Regions from separate parts of the Gossypium hirsutum genome. Here region 2 is linked to region 1. A link is a contact called in public Hi-C data. All regions are on one chromosome and are shown on one strand. Each heading gives the region's core, a stretch centred on a gene start, on an enhancer-like site or on the middle of the called end of the contact. The rest is flanking DNA. Distances are from core to core; before and after follow the strand shown.

Region 1 (5,915 bases), core at 1,948-4,447:
GTTGCATAACTCACAAACCAACATCATACATTGAAAAATTCACTTAATGGAGTTTCCTTATGTGCCTGCGGCTTAGGAACTGAGTCCCATATCTGCAATTCCAAGAAAAATGGGTCAGAAGGGAACATTACTAAAGTTAATTAGAAATGTAAGACGCATAAGCTCTTAGAAATGTAAGAAGCATAAGCTCCATGTATCTGTACCTTCTGAATATCTTCTCTCAGAACAGGTTCTAAATTTTCCAGAGGTGTCTGTAAAAAAGGAACAGTTAAGAAACCATAAACTTCATTGACATCAAAAAATCCTTAGACATGATAACAATATAAAGCTTAGATACTGTAAAAAAATTTATGGAAAAACTAAAAAGGTGAACAAAAGAATTAGCCCTCGGGCACAACTTGCTCCATAAAAGAAAGGTACCCACCCTAGTTTTGTCACGGATGACAAACATCAAAGTTGTTTTGCGAGGGCTAAACAATCGCATCATGACCTGCAACCAAATAAAACAAGATAAGAAAAGAACCACTTGAAAGTCAGGGCACTGCTACGGAAGGGCAGTGAGACTGTGAATACCTGGAATACAGTCTTCAGAAGAGGCTTGTTTGCAGCTTGCTCACGACCAATATCATGACACCACCTAAATGAAAAATTGTTCAAGAAAACCACTTGCACATACTACCGATTGCAATTAACTAATGTACAAAACAATGTCAAACACCATATAAGTGCCAAACCTTACATGTTTATGAGTACTATATCTGAAACCGCCAATGCAAAAAGTGCACTTTGTTTCTCAAATGCTGTGTCATCCTGGAATGCAGCAAAGAAATGAAGAAAATATATAAATAATAATGTAAGCTCTCTCCTTTCCCATTTTTCATTAAACACGTGAAGATCAGATAAAAATAAACAAAGCAAATATAAACACAGATTATTCACTCCATATTCCGCTATTATAATCGGAATTCCATCTCTTAATATGATTCAGCTTAATCCATAACTCTTAAAACCCAGAGTACGTTACAAAATTTTATTCTTTAATCGTTACAAAATTTTATTCTTTAATCATGATCATTCTGATTTCTTGAGCTTTCCCTAATCTACGATTATGTCCCGGAAAATTATGCGATTAAATAAATATCACCTATGGTAGAATTTTTATTAAAGAAAAACATAAAATCCAGAATTGAAAACTTCAATCACCATAAAAAAATATTTCAATATTACAACCATTTTCTAGATGGGTGAGGCTCCCTCCATACCACTTTAATCACCATTAATAAGTATTAATTTCTCGATTCATGGGCGAGTCTTACACAAGTAAAAGGTGTTGATAAGCATACTGAAAAGTAATGAAGGGAAGCCTAAGCAGGCACTTAGAGAAATAACTACTTGATTAATAAATCAAAATGTGTATCCATAAATATTCTTATTTTCCTTTTCCTTTGGAGGCATGGAAGGAGGGATATCGTGAATCCTATGCTTTGCAAAAACAAGCAAAAAGGATCTTATATTAACAAGGTAAAGTGAAGGCAAAAAACAAAGCAAGCAAAAGTAGTTGATGATATATAAAATAATGTAGTTTCAATTTTTGGACAACATATGGAAATGATAGAATGCAAGCTAGCAACAGCACCTCCCCTCGTTCTCTTCCATCAGTACCCTCCAAATCCATTACTAGAGTGCAAGGCTCTATACCAGCACATTTTGCCATCCAAATACCTTTAGTGGTTTGAGACCTGAGAAAAAGCACATTCCATTAGTTCTTTCTGCCAATGGAAACAAATCCAATGTGTTACTACTTATTAGAAAAACGTAAGTTACCTTCCCTTAAATGCATCCATTTCCCTGAAATTGGTGCAAAACAAATGATTTAACAGTGTGCTTTTACCTGTTGAGATCATGGAAAACAAAATAAAACTTTAAATGGAACAATCAGAACTTACACAGCTACCATGATAAAACACCAAAACTAAAATCTTCCATGGCATGTGTTAGAATTTAAAAAAAAAAATTATGCAAGAAAGATATATACAAAACTAAATACAGAAGTTTCCAATAATACCATATGGAAGAAGTTCGTATCAAAGTGAAATATGAAAAATATGCCTTTGTGCAAAGCTGCAGTGACCAAACTCCAAGTTTATCATACTCTCACATGCAACCCAAGTATTTCTAATTAAGTATCATTAAAGAAAATGAGAACAAATAAGCAGCTCAGTATGACCTAGGAATAGGCACCTAAGGACCAAGAAAAGGACAAGTATAAAGCAAGATGTCATTAAGATAACAAAGCATACCGCTGCTCTGAGGTCCCATGATAGCAACCACAGCATATGACAACCCACATTCAGCAAGCTTAATTTCCTTGATAAGGCGGTCAGTTCCAACATCATTGAACAATCCATCTCCATCAATAAGTTGAATTGAATGACATTCCTCAGTCGTGGCTGTGAAGCGAAATGTCCGTATTATGTTTCAGTAAAGAGAATGAAGGTTCCATCAGCAACGTTAAGATTAAAATATCCATATCAATTGATCAAGGAAAATTTAAGAATATCTCAACTAAAAACAGTTAGTATATTCAGTAATTCAGACAGATAAATTTGGCAACTTTAATATCTACGGAGCTGATAAGCAAAATCGGATTTTCTCTTTTTCTTTTTTAGTTTTCTTCAGTTTCCTCAGCAACCAAACATGCAGTATACATAAAATCTATCTATAGACCCGATCCAAACAGAAAAATTAACTTCAGACTACAATACTTTACAGAAACTCTTAAAAAACCTAAAAACCAAGTTTAAATATAAATTTTAACATAAAAGAGATCGCATCGCTCATTAACTAATAGTAAAAGAACAAAATTATTAAGGCGGCGCTGATGCTAAAACGCTCTGGTTCAGTTACATCATAGAAATTAAACAAGAAACAGAAAAATTTTAACTAAACAAAGGAAGAAACGGATCACTTAAAACAGCTATAAACAGAGAGAAAATAATAAGGCAAAACAGAAATGGGAAAAGAAAAGAATAAGATGAGACGATGCGATGCGATGCGAGAACGTACCCATTGAATCTTGTTTGAAATTGATAGCTCAGAAACTGAGGAGATCGATGTCAATGAAAGACAGAGAAAGAGGAGTAAAATAGAGAGAGGCTTTGAAACTTGTCTTGAGTTTACTGCTTTTTTCTTTTCTTTAAAAGTGGGCTGGACTGGGTAATCAAAGACCGCAAAGTAAATAAGTTTAATTTTATCTTTAGTCCCTAAACCTGTTAGATTTCTCAAATTTAGTCCTTTCTTTTTTAATTTCAAGAATTTGATAACTACTTATAATTTGAAAATTAGATTCTAATGTTATTATTTCATTTCTATTAATTTGAGTAGCAGAATTTTAATGTTCAAAAGTATGGTTTGAAAAATTAAATCTCAATTGTAATAATGTATTTAAATTTAACATAATTCAATTAGCAATGGGATAGGTAGTAAAATTTGAAAAGTAAAAGAGAAAAAATTAGACCCACTTCGATAATAATTTTTTTCCTTTTTTATTAAATTTTAAAATTTCTTAATTTCTTAATAGATTAAAAAAAAATCAATACAAATTGAACTCAATGCATGCATCCTCAAATAAGTCTCCATACACCTCCAAACAAGGTGCAAAGATGGAAGCATCTGATTAGTTGTCCAAGACAAAAGGGAAAAGTTTTGGTAGGGAATTGTGTTTGGTTGGGGGGTCAGCTGCACGATCACCGATTCTAGCAGTGCCCATCAGCCGCCCATCCCTTTTTTTGCAAAAAGTGGGCAGTGTGTGATCGGCTGCTTTAACAGTCACTGCGCACGCACTCTAATAACCCAATGTTTCATAGCGGCATGGGTCCAGATGGAACCCACCAGAAACCAAATTTAAAATGAAAAAATGGGTATGGTTAAACCTTATATAAGACAATTAAAAAAAATTTAAACTCGGTACCCAAAGAATATTAAATCTTTTAATTTAATCACTCATCAATTGTGAGTTTTTTAAAGAATTAATAAAATTATTGAAAGACATAAATATTTTTTTTAATAAATTTTGTTGTTTAATTGAGTTGGTCTTATTTAATAATAGTAGAAATAAAGTGAAAATGAGATTGATTTTGTAAGGAAAAAAAAAACATATTATTAATTATGGTTATTAATATATTTATAGTTGTTGTTGCGATAACTTTTCTGATTCATAAAATTTATTTTAAAATTACATATTTACTTATTTGTACACAAATTATAATAAAAAATAAGAATTGTAATAATTTATAATAATTATATAAAAATTGAGATATTAAAGGAATTAAACTTGTTATAATAAATAAATTTTATAACAAGATCAATTGAGTAAAATGTGTTTCTATATAATCTTTCATTCCTTCAACTAAACATCCAAATTTTATATTCCAACCAAATTAACTAAATAATATAATCCCGTATTCCACCCATAATCTTACATTTCCATAATATTATCACACAACATAATCTAATATTTCACAAAACAAATGTACCCTAGTAAATAAATTTGAGATGAAAAATTAATTGTGCAAACATTTTATTATTATTTTTACAAACATTTATTTTAAAGAAATGTCACATCTGAATTATGTAATTTTAGCACCTCTTCTAAATACGCATTTAATTTATGTATTGTTTGATGAATTAAAAAATTAAATGTGTTGAAATTAAATTATAAAATTTGTTTCATAAGTAAGTATTTATTAGAAGTATATTTTTTGATAATGAAAATCTTGAATTACAAAAATTTTTTATTTACATTTTATCATTATTTTTTATATTTTTTTATTATACTTGCAACATCCATTACCCGACTCAATCACTAGGTCAAAGTATCGAGATGTCATATTCGATGCTGAAGCAACTACGATCACTCCAAATCAATTTAATTTTTTTTTCAAGTTGTTAAGCTTAAAATACAATTAAATATGATTTAGACACTTATCTGAGCTTAAAACGAGCTTACGAAAGTTCCCAAGGTTATCAAAGGTCATTTAGGGACCAAATTGCAAAGTCCAAACTTTCAGTGCTCGTTGCGACTTCATGGATTCCATGTTGCGACCTCACTCACTGACTTGAGCTCGTCGCGACTTCATAAGGCCTGACGTCACAACCTCAATCCTGCCACCTTAAATCTTAAGAATTTTTTTTCTTCCTTGCATTAATGGCAACATTTATATGGTATATACCAACCAAATTCAGCCTTGATAACATTCAAACATGCCCAATAAACCATTCAAATATGCCAATTTGAACCTTAAATATCACCTAATTGTACTCAATTCCAAATCATACCAAACCAATTTACAAGATTTACAAAATGAATCAAAAGCACCAAAGCTTTCATTAAAATCAACCAAAACATGTCCAACATATCCCTAAGTATATGCCAAAGACTAAAGTCCAAAAAATTTAAATTCATGCTCTCTTCAAGGCTTGATTTTGTAATGAGATGAGTTAGAGATGATCTTCACCCTAAAGCTTCAAAATGATCTTCACCTACGTTGTAACGATTCAGTTTCCAATGATGTCGAAAAATGCGGTTTTGGGACCCCATCTTCATAAACCGAGTTAGTAAATATTAAAAATGTAACACCCCTTACCCGTATCCGAGGCCGGGATAAGGTACGAGGCGTTACTGGACAAACATAAAAACATTAAACTAAAATATGGGCCATAAAATTTCATTCATATTTCAAAACGTTCATTCACTTACACATAGTCCCTTATTTGAGTCTACGAAGCCCAAAACATACTTTAGAAAAGGTTCGGGACTAAACCGAGAACTTACAAAAATCTTGGAAATTTCATGCTTTAAGGCTCCACACGCCCGTGTCCCAAAGTCATGTTCCATACACGGCTGAGACACATGG
Region 2 (5,915 bases), core at 1,503-4,002, 230 kb before region 1:
CATGTTGGTTTTGTGATTCATGTTTGGTAAACATATTCAAAGATTATTTGTAAAGGAAAAAAAAGAAAGAAAGAAAGAAAAGCATATAGATTTATAGTAAAAATGGTTTGGGTTAACATGAATGAGTTTCTGCATATGAAATTATTGTAATAATAGATCCATAAAAAAGTGATAGATGGGTAAGCTCAGATAAAATCATCCTCTCTATAAGTTTCTGGAACCAAGAAATTCAATTGATTATGGCTTTCTTCATGCTCCAAGCATTCAACTTTGCAATCTTCACGGCTTCACTTCCATTGTTGAAAACAAACAAGTGGGCTGTGTTATTAATTGCCAATGTGGGATAAACTCTAGCTGACATACATGCTTTGCCACCCCCACCAAAGCTCTCCACTATTGAATGATCAATCTGTAAAAAAAAAAAAAAAAGTGACTTGATTTTCAAAAAAATGATCCCATTTTCCAAACCCGGAAAGTTTGGGGTTCTGCAAAAGTCCAATCCCTTTTTTCAACAATGGTGTCCCCAAGTTTTCCACTTGATGATGATAGGGGGCCTAGTGCCATATTTGTTATACCTCTTTCACCATAGGCGTATACATACTTGTTAAATGAAAGAGACATGAACAAGTGTAATTACGGATGGAGTACAAAGTGCTCAAGTACTTTAGTGTTTGCTATATACAAAAGTAATATAAATGAACTCACCAAACTCCTCAATGACAAGCTTTGATGAAGAGGGTCCACATCCAAGAAAGCCCCATAGGTGGTCTTGTCATTGGCTTGGTTTAGGGAGGATCTGTCGACACAAAAACAGAGAAGTTGAGGTTTTGGCAAGCATGGGTGCAATTTGAAAAGGTTTGAAAATGGTTGAGTGTGTAGGTGGGACCGACCTGCTTTGGTCACTGCACATGAGCACCACGTATTTGTTTTGGCCCTTGAATATTCTAAAGAAGACCGCCGTGTTCTCAGTTAAGCCTTTTGAAGCTAAAACTAGCAACCCAAATGGACCAACACCGCCTTTCACTGATGCACCCTTTTGGCTGCATAGTAGCTGTGGATTGGTCCAGCTTGGATTTAACACTTCAGCTTTCTCAAAGTCAGATATCTTGAATGAAATGTCAACATCTGCCTGTATCAACACGAAATTCAAAGAGGATTAAACATTGGGTTTGTGGAGGAAATTTACATGTTGACTTCAGCATTTTTTTTCTTTTACCTGTGAAGCAGTAACCCCAGAAACTTCAACAACCGATCCTCCCTTGAGCAATCTGCTGGGTAAGCTTACGTGGTTTGTTCGTAGCTTTTGTATTTCTACTACCGGCCACTGCATCAATTGTTTTCCAGATTTATCCAGCCAAACTTGCCTAGGAATTGCCTGCAAAGTCAACGTCTCATCACATCTTTACAAGATTTATCAGCAGACCAAGTTACTTTAAAAAAAAAAAACTTACGTGAACTCCTGCCCATCCTTTCTTGATATCATCAGCGACGCTGGATGATTCGTTCAACCAACCGCATAAGATTCTCCTGTTTTTGATACTGTCTAAGAATGTCTTGGAAGCATAATATTTTCCATAATCATATCTCAAGCCTGAATCATTCTCTACGGATCCCTTGTCTGGTATATAGATGTCCTTCAAGTTATCATATGAGCCAATAGTGTAAAGATCATGCTTTGTGTCATCTAAGCTTATCTTAAGGACATGCTTGACATATGGACCATTAAGAGAAGTGTCGACACCGTTTTTGCCACTGACAGGAACGGGGTAAAAGTCAGGGCATTCCCACATCCCGGTGTCTTTGGCTGAATGCAAAGGCATAGGGGCTTGGACCCAATTCACAAAGTCTTTGCTTTTGTAAAGGATGACTAGGCCCTGGCGGTTAATCTTGCTTCCAATGATTACCCTCCATTTCTTGTCAGGGCCTAACCAAGCAGTGGTGGGATCTCTGAAAGAACTTGCATTAATCTGGTTTTGGGCAGTGGGTTGCATCAAAGGGTTCGTTGGTGACTTCACCCATTCTCTGAGGTAAGGATCGGATAGATTCTTGGGGACGGCAAGATTCTGGACTTGGCTGTTTTTTGTGTCAATTCCGGTGTAAAGCATGGCTGGTTTGCCCCCGGGGAGGATTGTGGCTGAACCAGACCAACAACCATTAATATCAGATGGTTGGGAGGGAAAGATAGCTGGCTCATGAGGGGTCCAATTCACAAGATCTTTTGATGTAGAGTGAGCCCAGACAATGTTGCCCCACACTGCACCTTTTGGATTGTATTGGTAGAATAGATGATAAAGTCCCTTGTAAACCATAACCCCTGTAAAAAAAATTAGCTGAGCAGTAATTTAGGCATTTTAAATATATTATCTAAAAATATCATATGATTCTAGGAATAAGGCACTAACCATTAGGATCTGTTCATCAAAAGGCAGCCATTTCCAAATGACATGGAACCGGAAGACACAAAGTTAGACATACAATTTAGAAAAAAAAAAGACAAAACTTGAGCACGATATAATAAAGTTAGACATATATGTATATACCATTTATCCAGTTCTTGGGAGGTTGAAAATGAAAGCCAGTTCTGTAAGGTTGATCTGTAGATGCAGCAGATTGAACAGTTTGGAGGTTTCTGTAAACATGGTGTGAAGCTTCAAGTTCCACAATCCCATGGCTAAGAAAGAGAGCAAAGAACAAAAACAACCCAACACAAGAGTTAGCCATGTTGTGCAAAAGTGGATGAGAACTAAAGCCTTCAATTATCAAAGGTATATTTATAGAAGGAGAAATGCATAATTTGGATAAGTTTTAATATTTTTTTAATATAATAAAAGAAAGAAAATTCAAAGCTTCCATCAAAAAGGTTTGTTGGGAGAAATAAGAAAGAAATTGCTGACATTTCCACACTATATTTTATGTAGAAATAAGAAAAAGGACATCAAGTTGTGACTAATATTATTGTGGAAATTTATTTCCGTTTAATATTCTCATTCTACACTACTCACTGTTTCATCGGTTGACTATATGATTCAAAGATTGCAACCATATTTTGATAAAAAATCAATTACATTATCAATTTGTGTAGCACTTAGTTTAAGTCTAAACCAATGGTGGGAGATTTAGTTCAATCTTTGGTCTTGGTCAGCTGAGAAAAATACCCACGTTTCAAATCTTCCTACAATAAGAGGAGGTGCATACCTTGAAGTATTTAGACAAGTTTATTCTATTACAATTATTCAATACTTGTTTCTTCCTTGAATTTATAAGTCAACTCAATTGTAAATATATATTTTTAACATAAAATATTTTCGTTCACCCACATCACGACATTAACTCACGACTAATGACAATACTATGATGAATAATTATTGTATATTTTGTATTATTAATCTGGTATATTTATGTGTTTCAATCTTATTTTACACACATATCGTAAATATTTCATGTATTATTATGATTAATTAGTTTCAAGTTATACTATATATTCATTATTTATTGGACATTATTTTTTAACATACATCTATATTCTAAATCCGTAATTTTACGGATAGAATTTCTAAAATTTTTTTTTTTAAAAAAAGAAGAATATCCTAAGCCATTGCACTCCCTATTATTTTCTATTTAACCCGAAATAAGAAAAGAATTCCAATCTAAAAAGTAAATATAGAGTTGAAGTACTATAAAACAATGTTACTGTTTGTAGTTAAAATGAAATTAATTTCAGGTTTTTTGGTTGCATAAAATTCTATGGGATAAGGCTATTTATTTCTCGTGATTGTGTATGGTGCCTGGGTATTACACGTGATAAATAACATCGACAACCCACCAACTTTCCAATTAACATAAATACTTTTATATTTGTCTTTCTTTCTTTTCTTAAAGTTGATATGCATGGAAAACACGACTGCATAATTTTTATTTGAGCTTGAATTTCTCGTAATTTCATAGTTTAAACTAAAATTATATTCTTTGGATTTCAAACATTTATGTTATCTTATACTCTCATATTTTCAAGTAGTATTTAGATGTTAAAATATAAGGTAATTTTAAAATCTAAATGGAATTTGAAATTTTGGATAAATTTATATTCTATTTTTATTATTTCAATTTAATTTTATCGCTGATATCCGTAATTAAAAAGTTTTTCAATTTTTTGTTAGTTGTTTTCTCTTTTTTTTTCTTGAGTCTTTCTTTCTCATTTATAGAGAAATGGTCACTATGTAAGTGTTTTTTTTCTTGGTTTTTTCTTGTTTTCTAGAGTTTTTAGGGATGAAATGGGCAATTTGTAGGTTTTTTCTAAGGTTTTTCTTTCCTTTCTTGTTTTTAGGTTTTATTTTGATTTTGTTTCTTGAATATTCTAATTTAATTTTTACTATTGACTAGGAGATAAAATATAGATATTCTATTTATCTGGATTCATTTTATTGCCAATTCCTATTTTGGGGTTGATTGGTTTGGGGTGATTAAAGTTTGATATTATGGATGAACTAAAGATTAAATTGGAGGTCTCTAAAGGGGATCTAGAGAAGGCTACTCAATTTACGTTGACTGGTAAGATCCATGCATCAAAGGTGTTCAATAAAAGAGGAGTTCAAGGAGTGAAGCAAAGTATGTGGTCTTCTAAACATCTTATGGAAGTTAGAGATCTAGGTGATAATAGATATGGTCTTTCTTTCTCAAAACAAGGAGTCATGGACGCGACTATTGAGAATGGCCCTTGGACTGTTATGAGGTACTGCTTGATTCTTCAAAAATGGGAGGTTGAAAAGGCGATTCAGGAGATTAATTTCTCTAAGGTTAATATTTGGGTACAACTACAGACTCTTCCCTTAGAAAGGTTGACTATGGGCAATGCTAATGTAAGAGCCCAAATTTGACTAAGCTTAAATAAAACAAAAGAAAATAAGTAAATAAATATTTATTTTAAACAGTCCATTAAAGGTCCAGGTTACAAAGCCCAAAACAATGGGGCCCAACGTCTAAACATAATGGACAGACCCAAACCCCACATCAGACCCAAGTCCTAAAACACTACTGGCCCAAAATAGCCCAGACCCGTTATACACACACCCAAATAGACCGGTTGCATCCTACTTAGCCCAGGACTAAACCAAACCCAAGTAGCAGAGGCCCAAAACTTAAAATTACCAGCTAGGGTTTCCAACCCTAGCTCTTTCTCCTCTCACCGCAAACAGAAGCTTCCAGAAGCCATCCCAACGGACGCGTCTGCTCATCTCTCACGTCGTCAACGTCGTGACTCTGCCTCCGTAATCAACGCGCGAATCCACACCAGCACGTTCACTGCCAGATTCTCCGTTGATACCTGCAAAAGAAGGAAAGAACCACAGTAGAAACAAAACAAATATGGCAGGAAATAAATCAAAGATTGTAAATATTTTTTTTCTTTTTTCTTTTTCAATGGCTATAAAAAGCCCAAATTGAGAAGATGTAAAGGACCGATTCTTACGTTTCTGGAATACATACACAGATTCAATAAAATTTTATTTTTACATACGCATACAAAACGGGGTACTACAGTTGATTGAGATACACAAAGGTAAAATATTTTAAATATATGTACATATATATACTGCAAGTAATGAAAAGGGAAAACGATACCTTTAATCGATGTTGAAAAGGGAGGTTTTTTAAACCTCCGACCACCGTGTGCGGTGGAGACTACGGGGGCGCTTGAGCGCGTGCAGACCCCCTGGATGGAGGTCCAGTGACCCTCCGAGTACCCCTCCCTAACTCTCTTTCAGAGAGTTTTTTTCCCTTTTTTTTTTAGAACAGATTTCAAATGATTTAAAACTAAAGGTTTGGCTTATATAGCCCTAACTGAACGATGCCGTATTAGCTTAAACCAATAAGCTTAAAACGACGTCGTATTAAGACTAAGGATCCACGCGTTGACCCGA

Evidence for each region. A called contact is a pair of places that touch in the nucleus more often than the background predicts.
Region 2: a contact with region 1 is called in a Hi-C map of leaf, with 1.7 times the contacts expected there. The contact joins the promoter of LOC107950663 here to the promoter of LOC107951850 in region 1. A contact is called at or near these places in 3 of 34 Hi-C or Micro-C datasets (callus and leaf).

Annotation. Positions count from the first base shown.
Region 1 is chrA02:81,931,083-81,936,997 of Gossypium_hirsutum_v2.1, reverse strand. LOC107951850 (protein ROOT HAIR DEFECTIVE 3) reads right to left here and starts at 3,197. Exons shown (of 23, transcript XM_016887013.2): 1 at 3,067-3,197; 2 at 2,301-2,450; 3 at 1,825-1,848; 4 at 1,637-1,739; 5 at 740-810; 6 at 574-637; 7 at 425-490; 8 at 204-251; 9 at 30-92. The coding sequence starts at 2,350.
Region 2 is chrA02:82,160,928-82,166,842 of Gossypium_hirsutum_v2.1, reverse strand. It overlaps LOC107950663 (beta-fructofuranosidase, insoluble isoenzyme CWINV1), which reads right to left and starts at 2,752. Exons shown (of 7, transcript XM_016885546.2): 1 at 2,541-2,752; 2 at 2,403-2,411; 3 at 1,452-2,314; 4 at 1,217-1,375; 5 at 891-1,129; 6 at 706-796; 7 at 73-409. The coding sequence starts at 2,721. The coding sequence ends at 230.